2 separate regions of the Mus musculus genome follow, and region 2 is linked to region 1. Evidence: chromatin contacts called from public promoter capture Hi-C data. All regions are on one chromosome and are shown on one strand. The core of a region is the stretch at or near the end of the contact, and the rest is flanking DNA. Distances in the headings are between cores, read along the strand shown.

Evidence for each region. Capture Hi-C pulls out chosen DNA fragments and counts their contacts.
Region 2: a contact with region 1 is called in a promoter capture Hi-C map of liver, with 3 times the contacts expected there. The contact joins the promoter of Ankrd16 here to the promoter of Prkcq in region 1. A contact is called at or near these places in 1 of 39 promoter capture datasets (pre-B cells), 1 of 115 datasets of contacts at active chromatin or transcription factors (double positive thymocytes) and 1 of 9 other capture datasets (liver).

Annotation. Positions count from the first base shown.
Region 1 is chr2:11,169,315-11,174,809 of GRCm38.p6, forward strand. It overlaps Prkcq (protein kinase C, theta), which reads left to right and starts at 3,068. Exons shown (of 18, transcript NM_008859.2): 1 at 3,068-3,146.
Region 2 is chr2:11,774,994-11,780,488 of GRCm38.p6, forward strand. Ankrd16 (ankyrin repeat domain 16) reads left to right here and starts at 2,760. Exons shown (of 7, transcript NM_177268.4): 1 at 2,760-3,909; 2 at 4,684-4,904. The coding sequence starts at 3,596. Fbh1 (F-box DNA helicase 1) reads right to left here and starts at 2,592. Exons shown (of 21, transcript NM_015792.2): 1 at 2,439-2,592. The coding sequence starts at 2,439.

The DNA of each region.
Region 1 (5,495 bases), core at 1,818-4,317:
AAATAAATGAATAGCAATAAATAAAGTTTCAGTGTAGACTGTACAGTGAGGTTTTTTTTTTTAAAGCAGCAAACACTTGCCCATGTTTTGAGTTTAAAATGTCCGATTTTGTTCCTGCCTCTGTCTCTTTTATCTACCCATAACTTTTACACTTTCCAAATAAATTTACACTAACTTTCACATGTTACTTGAGTCTCCATTTACTTCTAATTCCTTCAATAGACTAAGGCTGGCTACTTTGCAAATAGTCTCTGACAGGCTTTAGAAAGAGGATGTCTGGATGTCAAAGACCTCACAAAATCGTCTGGAATGATGTCCTTCAAATGGTGGTTTCCTGTCGCAAGAAATGTCCTTGTCTCATGACACTGTCTTTAAGTTGCCTATATTTGTCACACCCTAGTTCTCCAAAGTTCCATTGGTCTCCAAACTGAGGCTCAAACTAAGAACTGTTCTTTGTGCTCTGTATTCTGAATCCCTTATGAGGCTAATCCCAGAGAAAGGTGCAAGTGTGGATGCCATAGGAGATGGAGCCACAGTCTTCAACTAAGTCCCAGAGGAAAGCACGGTGATGCCATGGGGGCTCTTTTCCAAATTCCAAGTTGCCACAGGTCCAGGAAAAAGTCACTCTGGAGTTCCTTGTTCCTTAGCCCTCAGTGGCCAGAGTCGGAACAGCATCTTTCCCACGCAGAAGGAAGCAACTAACCCACCGGGTACTCAGTGCAATTCTGGGAAACTTTAGGGCAGACATTGAAGGAGAAAAGAAACACATAACTGAAAGTTGGGGTGTTTTTAACACAATGGGTAGAACCTTGCCACCCACACACCATCCTCTCCCGGAAATGCCATTTCCTCTTCCAGGAAACAAAGGTGTGGAGAGTTCTGAGCAGCAGCTGGGTATCTGAAACAAGGGAGACAAACTCTGATAGAAAGAAACACTCTGCAGCCTGGGGAAGCAGAGTTGGTTCTGTACCATAAGGAGGCCAAACAGTTGACAGGTTCCCGCTGCACTTGACATAGACCAAGAATACAGTTCCATGCTTTTAAACATACTGTTAAGGCCAAAATAAAATCATTTTTCTGAGATACATGATAGAGTATTATTTCAGAAGATCCAGCTTTCAGGGTAAAGAACTTCTAACTATTGAACTCTGTAGTTATAGGATATCAGAATACCACAGGCCTTCCAAACCCAGAGGTTCTAAAGCGATGGAAACCAAATACTAAAATCAGTGCTGTAGGGATGAAGGTTGCATTCAATTATGTTTAAGAGGGATACTAAAGAGTACTCAAGGTTTGAATTCTGATTCTTTCTAATCACATAACAATATAATGTATAATAATGTAATGCTGATTATATTACATAATATTTCAAAACATTATTATTTTCATGTGTCAAGTGGGGATGATAATAATGGTTATGATGTTAGCTACTTCATTAGATTATGAAGGTAGAATGAACAATGTATGTAATTCTTCCCACCACAGGCCTACTATGTATAAGTATTTACTATGTTGCCAACATCCTGTCATTTGTATATAACCTTTTAAAAGCAATTGAAGCCTGATTTACAGAAACAGGCTGTGGATGGTCAGTAGTAGAGTCTCTACAATGTGTTTTAAATAATTAATCAGAGGACATATGAAGGTCCCTAAGCCCCTGCATATATTTAATCTCCTAAAATACTCAGTGGGAAACATAGTCATGGAGAATATGTTTCCTGACTTAAGGCATAGCTGTGTGATCACTCTGTCATTTCTCCCCAACCCAGTAGGATCTACTGAAGACTGGCTGGAGAAGCCAGTCCTTTCATCTTTGAACAAGAGGATCCTTAGCAGTCACAGACTGGGGCAGAAGTGGGGACCATCACTCCAGCCCTTTGACCTTGTTCCCAGGCATGACACACTTTTCTGCCAAATGTAATAGCCAAAATATAATGGAGGCCTACTATGTGCCAGACTTTGATGTCCTGAGGTCATCATACTTCAGGGCTGGAAGCACAGCCTCTGTATTGTAAGATCCTGACTTGTGGGCTAGTTCAGTGCTTATGTATCAACAAATGGCAAAGTGGATTAATTTTGGCCAAATATTTTTGTAACCTTTAAAACTCTGTGCATTGGTTTTGATGGTTCATATACATTATAGGGAAGTATCGCCATTTGTGGCTTCTTAACACAGCCCCAAGTATCAGTTGATCAAGTCACCAAGCACTTCCATGTCTCAGTGTCATCTGTAGAGTCACATTAGAAGCTGAAACTCTCCGTACCTGTGGCCATTTAAAGATGATGTATGTCAGTAACCAGAAGCCTGCTGAGGAGAACATGGGGTAGGGTGGAGTATTTAAATAGTGTTACTATTTAAATTCTCATACTAATCTGGCCTTCCTGTACTGCACAACAAAAATGTAATTTTATTAAGTGCGCGAAAATCTACCACCCCTTGTTATAGAGACAATCATGAACATTAGCAGCATGGCATAAAAACTCTTAAAAAGACAAATACACCCTAGTGACGAAAAGTTGCTGCCGAAATGCTGTACAGTTTACAGCAGTTCAAAACATCAAAAATCATTCATAAGACTCCACCAAGAAGCCTCTATGCCACTACAGAGCTGTGTCCAAACACACTCGTAGGTAATTAAAAAGCAAACCAAAACAAAAGCAACTCGTAAGCCCTTTGTAATGCAAAATGGATTAAATAAAACACTTCTTTCTGCCGGCGACCTTAGCCCTTCCCACTGGCTGCTCATTTATGGTTTTTCAGCTAAGCAAGAAGAGACTGCTCTCGCGCCCCCCTTTCTGGCACTCAGGCGGCTGAGGCTCTGGCGTCCGTCCCGCTTCGCGCTGCCTGCGGCGTCGCTCCCCGCCCGGTGACTGCTTCATCCAGACCTCCTGCAGCCTCCGGGTCCCAGTCGCGGCAGAGCGACAAGTGGCCAGTGAGGCGTGAGGATGGAGGGTGGGGACAGAGCCAGCAGGAGGAAGGCCGAGAGCGCTCGCGGAACGCAACCAGGCGCGCGTCCCTGAGCCGGCGTGGCGAGCGCCCTCTGGCCGGTGCCGCCACCGGAGTACCCTTGGGTCGCCAGGCCCGCGCCAGTCCCCGCCATCCGAGCAACAGCGGCGCTGCTCTGGGACCGCGGCCGCGACACCAGGTAGGACCCAGGGTCCCAAGTTACCACCGAGGAGTGAGCAGACTGGAGGTGCCAAAGATCAGGGCCTGAAGGGCCACCCGAATGTCTCTTGCAAGTGTTCCAGGAAAGGGTAGGGGACTGTCAGGAGTAACAGGGGTGAGAACAAAATCGAGAAAAAGCAAACTTTGGGGCTCCTCCAGTCGTTGGTTTCTTGTGTGCTGGCGACCTTGACCAGTGGAAGCTGGGGTCAGGGACTGAGGGGCGCTTCCTTCTTCCTTTGCGTTTCCTTAGCACCCGAGGAAAGGCAGGCTAGGAAAAAGGAAACAGTTGCAACTTTATGTGTTCTCCACAAAACAAAAACAAAAACAAAACCATAGACTTGTAAGGAGTGTTTTCTGTCCTAGGAGACCTGTCCATGGAGAACACCTAGTTTTCTGGGAATTTGCTGCAGCGCTTGATTCGGGTTTTTGTTTGTTTTGTTTTGTTTTTCAGGGGCTAGGTTGTATTTTAGGTGTTTGTTTGTTGTTTGATTTTAAAAGTTGAGGTATTCACTTCCTTAGAACAAGATTATTTTCTAGCTTTGAGTGTCACATGTTAAGATGCATTTTGTTATATGCAACCTCTTTGTTCCACTGGAGTTTTAAGAGCTGGCATTATCAAAGTACCACGGGTGACTTTAATGACTCCATGTGGGCGTGGGAGAGAGGTCCAACGGCGGGCTGAACCTTAGTGATTCTGGTGTTCTCTGCAAGGGGAGCGTCACAGAGCTGCCCTGTCCTCTGGGCTGTCCTGCTACTATGTGGGCTGGCCATGGTGCTAATAAAAGATTATTCAGTGGTGACACAGCTGGGTATGTGTGGAGATGGGAGGGCGGAGGGCAGGGGTGGGGGTTGGGGGGGAGGGAGAAAGAGCTTGGGCTGTCAGTGGGAAAAATGGACCGTTTGTGCCCAAGCCCCAGTCCTTTAAGCTGCAGGTGCCTTTTGAGAACACAGACCTAGACTGGGGAATTGTGTGATGAACCTCAGACAAGATATGGGGGATCTGCCTTTGTCTTCTCAGCTCAGTTCATTTGTCCCTTTCATTTAGCAAAGGAAAAGTCTCGGGATTCAGGAGTCAAGGAAACAGAACTTAATGGCTCCGTGCATTTGTCCTGGAAGCCATGCCCACCACTGCTTCTTCCTCCCCAGGGCTTGTTTCCTTGCCTGAGTAGTCCTTTTCTAAGATCTTGAGTACCTCACCCCACCCACACCCCAACCTTGTGAAACATCATCTTCATCCCGCCGCACCCCCCACCCCCTTATCTTTGAGAATGTGTAAAATGGCAGGCTTAAATGAGGATGCTTGCTCTCTCTTTTTTTAAAAAAAAATGCTGTGTCTTGTGGGAAGAAGGGTGACATTTACTAATTTGGTTGCAAATTACTTTTGAAGTTTATGCACAGCTGTTTAAAATCCCCCAGAGATCAGTGCCATTGTCTGATGCAGGTGTCTACCACAGAAAGATCTTGTTAGGCTGTTTCTTTTGCTGATTGAGAGTGCATATATATGACGATTTAGCCTAGGAAGATCTGAAACCTGCACAGTTCCCTGCCAAGTTGAGCAATTCAATCTAAATGAAGGGGTTCTGTTTTAGTTTTTACAACTGTTGTATCGTCGTTTAATCCCCTTGGTGACTCTTACTGCCTGTCCCAAGGGTAACCTTTCTGGCATCAATAGTTTCTAATTCCAAGGCCCAGGATTGCTGTCTACACTTTGAAATGGCAGCAGCTTCTCAGGGAGATTCTTGTTGCCCGATGTTTGGTCAGGTTCACTTGTGCACTGCCTTGTGCTGTGGTGGCTCAGGGTGGCAGTGACTCCTGGACAAGCTCCCAACACCTGTTCTCCCACCAGTGCCCCCTCCCAGCAGGGCCTCTGCCTACACTGTGTAGCCACACAGCGCAGTCTCTATGACGGCTCTCTCCTCTCTTCCAAGGCTCCCAGGGATGCTGCTCATAGAGTCAAACCCAGCTTTTCTAGAATCTCAAATATCCTTCTCAACACCCTTCTACTTCCCGTGTTCACAGCAGGTCTTGGAAGCTCTCTGAAATGTGTTATTGCATGCAAATATGTAAAGACATACATATCCTTAAATATAGCCTGTTCAGTCAATATTTTTTAATAACCCAGAATCTAATTAGTGCTTTCTATATAACCATAGATATTTGGCCATCCACTGAAATGCACAATGTGGAGCCAGAAAAGTGAATTAAAAGGTGTGTCTTAGCAAGGCTTGAAACATCTTTCATCTCAACCTGCCAGATATTTGTATACAGTGATATTCTGATTGCTATATCATCTCTGCATATTCTTGGCAGGCAGTTGGGGGAGGGTTGA
Region 2 (5,495 bases), core at 1,510-4,009, 610 kb after region 1:
TGAACTCCATGAGGGCTTTCCTTATGGTATCCCTGTTGCTAATGCTATTTTAGACATTGGAGAGCATACAAAAATAAGTAAGCCTGACCATAAGGCAGCTACCAAAACAAACACAAATTGCTAAACACACAGCAATCCAAGCACTACATAAATATACACATAAGGGCCTACGGTAGTAAATATAATTAGGACTGTTACAAGAATCTCCATAAAGGGATGGGCCTTAAGTGATGAATGGGATTCAGTTAGGCACAAGAAAACAATATGAATGAAAAACAAAGGAATGGCACAATGTGTGACAGAAACGTTTCCTTTCTTCAGAACAAAACGCTAACTGACAGGCTGGAAAATGAATTTGGATCCAGAGACTACAACGGTCCTCTTACATACTGCTAAAGACACTGTCCTTTACTCATTGCATAGGCAATTCAGAGTAACGTGCTGTTTTTAAAAGCAAGGCCATTACACAGCCAAGGGTAGCTAGGCATGGAGATTGTCAGCAAAATAAGTCAGAAAGTCATGGTACCAGCTGGGCAAGAGTTGGAGAAGGCCGGAGAACAGAAGTTGGGTAGCAAGGACAGGTGAGTATCAACAAGGTGTGAAGACCAAGAGGAAAATGGAGGACAACTGACTCTGCTTGTGTAACATTAAGGGAGCTGATTTTAGCTATGTTAAAAAGCAAAGGAAGAAATGGCTGCTCTAATAATTTTTCATACACTGAAAGGCCTAAAGTTTCCATTTTAAAAATAATTTTCAGGGTTTCTTCTTGTGGTTTGGTTGTTGTTTTGATTGGTGGTTGGTCTGCTTTGTTTTGCTGAAGTAGGGTCTTAGGCCAACTAAATGCTAGGCTGATCAACTGTGTGCCATCATGTCCAGATTATTTTAAGAGGTTCTGTAGAACACCCAGTTAAAGCTCCCTCGAGTTCTATGAAACATCAAAAGTCTTCAAAGAGCATGCGAATAACTATTGACAATGTAAGAGCTGGCTTTGGTGATAATTTCTACAAGTTTTGTCAAAACCAGAACAGCAAAGAAAAAATCTAAATTTTTCTAAACTAAAGTCAGCCTGGGGGAACAGAGAAATATAAGATGGGCGTGTGTGTGTGTGTGTGTGTGTGTGTATGCGACAGTAACACATTTGAAATTAGAATTCAAATACTTTTATGTATTCATAAACCAGGAAACATGTTAAAGGACTGATCCCTTGATCCCTCAACGACATCTAAGTACCAAAGATCCATGAAACACAGCAAAAGTCAGATCGAATATCCCAATTCCATTGACAGTTAGTTACAAGGGAATTGAAGGCCTCCAAAGACCTTCACTGAAGAAATGGGCAGCTCAACCAGACAGAGAGAGAAGTACTAGCCCTACTCATAAACTTAAAGCATAAATACCCACCGCTCTCCAGAAAAATCACCAGGGCTATGGAGGCAGATTCACCAAAAATATCTAGTTTCCCAAAGGAAAACACAGAGCAAAGGAAATTCATAGAGCAGAGGAGAGGCAGAATCTAATTTAGAATACCAATTAAATAACCAATTTCATCTTTTTATAAACCAGGATTCTCGGTTTTGTTTAAAGGACCAGAAACTTAAGAGAGATAAGGCAAGACCACGTGAAATCATTTGTAAGGAAGGAGTAGGCAGCCCAGACTAGCCTCGAACCTCGAACTCAAGGTCCTCTTGCTTCAGTCTCCCAAACGTTGAGATTTAAAACCATGCAAAGTAGCAAAAAGTTTGAAACTATCAGATGCCTCAACTTTCCAATACGTGGCAAAAATCACTAACTTCATTTGGCCTTGACGTCCTTCCTCGTCTCTAAAACCTGAATGCTACCTATGGGCTGTTTATGGAATAGACAATGTCAGGCGCTTAGTGAACCAGAATGTACTGCCAAATGCAAAGAAATTGTTTTAAACCTGGCAGGAGCGACTTCCATTTTACTTCCCAAACGGAAACACCATTAGGTTAAATGTCTAGTTCCTCGAAAGGAAGCCAACAAAGCGGGCTCGGGTCTCAAAGAACCCTCCAAAAGCCCCCCAGGCCTTCTCGCGTCCCCTTAACCACCATCACCTGTTCAGGTGAGGGGGTGGGAGACTACCAAGGCGAACACCAACGTCAGGAGCTGCATACAATGACTCGCCCAAGGTCAAAAACATTACAGTGGAGACAAGCCAGGCTTGCCAGCGGCAGAGGATCTGTCTTCTCAGGTGCTGCCCCTTCCGGAGCCTCAGGGAGCGGCCAAGGGATGCGGGTCTGCAGAGAGCATCCGACCTCCTTCTGCAGGCCCACTCCTGACCACCGCGGGCGCGGCCAGCTCCTACGCCCACCCTCAGCTAGGGCCCCACCCCCGAGGCCAAGACCCCTGCGCGGGAGACCCCACAATAGGAAGTTTTCCCGGCTCGCACCCCACGCCAAGTCCACGGTCTCACGCACTATGGCGGCCCGGCCCAGGACCCCGGCGGCGACACCACCCAGGCGATGCCGCCGGACATTCAGCCTTTCCCCGACCAGCAAGCCCCTCCTTCGGCCCAGACAGCGAGCACAGACGACTGCAGACTTCCTCCGCGAGCTCCGCCTCTTCGCTGCCAAGACGCACCCTCCCACCGGAGACGACGGACAGGCCCGTGAACCAATCGAAGCACTCCGAACTGGAAGGGTCACGCGGACGGACAGACTCTGGAACCAATCCGTACGCGAAGCGGGAGGGGGCGTGGCTCAGTGTCTTGAGAGCCACGCCCCGTCTGTGCTTTCGCCACCGCGGAGGAGGCGAAGGAAACTTTCCCAGAGTTCCTTAGAGCTCCCTGGGTCCCCGCGGGGGCCCAGGAGACAGCAGCGGGCGGGGAGGGGGCTGGGGTCGGCTGCGGATTGGGTGAGGATCGGGCGGAGCACAAGGACACCGTTCCAGCTCTGAGAGGCCCCAGAAACCCTTGCTGTTGTGAGCCTGGTCAGCCGAAGGATGCGGCTGTCAGTCCGGCAGACATCCTCAGGCCAGGGGTGGGCCAGCTAGGTTCCAGGGTGGTGGGCAGCGTGCTCTCGACTGCCTGTGCAGCTACCACCGGAGCAGCCCAGCAAACATTCCCAGAAGCTGTCCGGTGGAGAGCAGACCACATCTGGGATGCGAGGCCAGAAGTCCCGCGTGCAGGACTTCGCGGTACACTGGCACCCTCCATTCTGATAGGTCTTCCGTTCCCAGTTCACTCGGGTGCAAGGGACAGCTCCAGGATGTCAGGTGCACACAGCCTTACCCCAAGCCCTGGGAGCCCGAGGCCCCACCCTGACGAGTACGCGTGTGTGATGCGCGGTAACCAGAATGACCTACGAGTGTGCATGTTGTCGCCTGAGGGGACACCATTCTACATTTGGAGACTGTGACTTCCAAACCAGGGCAAGAAGCATTAAAGACGCTAGCGGAGAGAATCTGGCTGGGGGCGGGCAGGGGGCGGTGCCGAGAGTCGGGGAAAAGGGTCACGTGGAGGAAGCGGAAGCGGAAGCGCCAGCCTTCTCTCACCTCCCAACCTATCATAGCACAGATCTGCTCTAAGACTGAACCTGGGTCTTCCTCCTACTTTTGTCCATCCTGGTCCAGGGCGATGGCTCTGCCTGGGGATCCGCGGCGCCTCTGCAGGCTGGTGCAAGAGGGCCGACTGCGTGACCTTCAGGAGGAACTGGCGGTAGCTAGAGGTTGCCGGGGGCCAGCCGGAGACACCCTTCTCCACTGTGCAGCACGCCACGGACGCCAGGATATCCTAGCGTACCTAGTGGAGGCTTGGAGTATGGACATCGAGGCTACCAACCGAGACTACAAGCGGCCTCTGCACGAAGCTGCCTCTATGGGCCACCGGGACTGCGTGCGCTACCTCCTGGGCCGAGGTGCAGTCGTGGACTCCTTGAAGAAGGCGGACTGGTAGGTGCCCAACCCACGGTCCAGAAAAGCTATATCGACACTCCCTGAAGAATCGCAGATTTTCATGTATTTTTCAGTGTGTTCGTTAGATTTATAACTTTTCTCAGCTTCTAATCTTCTCCCCGACCTCCCTTTCGTGTGGGTTTGGTTCTTTAGTTAGGGCAATCGTTTCCCGTCGAAAGAGTATGGAAATGTAATCAAGTGGAGTGAAACGGTTGAATTGTACTACTCGTGTGCCCAAGATGCGTTTTTCTGGAGACATCTTGCTAAAATTCCTGTTCACGATTACATAGTTTAATTTGCATGGCCACAGTGGATAAGTAGAGTTGATGAAATTCAGTTCGCCATGCACCGAATATTGAGTTCTTAGGCAGTTTTGTCACCTCTAGCCTTACAGAGCCACCAGCAGGGATGTTGGTGATACTCTCCCACCACTGAAAACAATTTCATTTCTTCCTAGATTGGCATCTTTTTTAGTTTCATGTCTAATTCCTAAGACCCTGTGAACTTCTTTAGGCTCATAACTTAATGAAATGCCCGCCTTCAAGTTATTTCAAGCTCTGTCAAAACATAGGGGCTGGAAAATATATCAGTTTCCCCTTGTTATTTCTCCACGGTCCTCAAAGAAGTCAGAGGCTGACAGTCTAAGGTGTTTTCCTGCCACGCCCCCCACCAGACTCCTCTAGGTTTTCCATCTGTACCAAAGACATAGGTAATGTGAAGGTTTGGCTTCTTCCAAGTGCCTCAGCTCCCTTCCATCTTGGTTGACCTTAGGACTCCTCTGATGATGGCGTGCACAAGGAAGAACCTTGATGTGATCCAGGACCTTGTAGAACACGGTGCCAATCCACTCCTGAAGAACAAGGATGGCTGGAACAGTTTCCACATTGCCAGTAGAGAAGGCCACCCTGTGATCCTCCGGTACTTGCTCACTGTCTGCCCTGATGCTTGGAAAACAGAGAGCAACATTAGAAGAACCCCTTTACACACTGCAGGTACCCCCTGCAAGCTCTGGAGTCTGTAGTGGCTTTGTGCAAGCACTGTCTACACTTTGTAGTTCAAGTTCCCTGCAGGGGAATGGAGGATTTGGGAAAGCAGAAGACAAGGCATCAGAGCATCTGTGCTCTCTTGGCGAACTATAAGTTTCTGAAGTGGCAGAACCTTTGGCTGATACATCATTGTGTTAGTCCACTTTTCCTGTGTGTCTATCTTGCCTGCCATTCCTGGTTCGTTAGACGATAAGCTTGTCTGTTCCTTCTAATGTCTGTGACCCTGGGTGAAGAACTTGGTCTGTATTTGAGCAAATATCCTTTGTAGCTTTTCATGATGGTAATGATTCCATGCTGTAGAGCCCTAGAGAAGAGCAAAACTAGAGTGGACTGTGTGGATAATAGTCTCAGGAGTCTAATAAAACAAGAAAGTTAAGAAGTAAGCCAGGCAGCATGGAAGCTGAGGCGGCAGTGCAATGCTGGGAGACCCTGCCTCATATTCCCTAATACCCACCTCCCAAAGAGAGACATCTGGGAACTAATTCTTAGTCTACGAGGCAGTTCATGGAGTCAGGGTCCTGAGCTCTTACTTTCTCT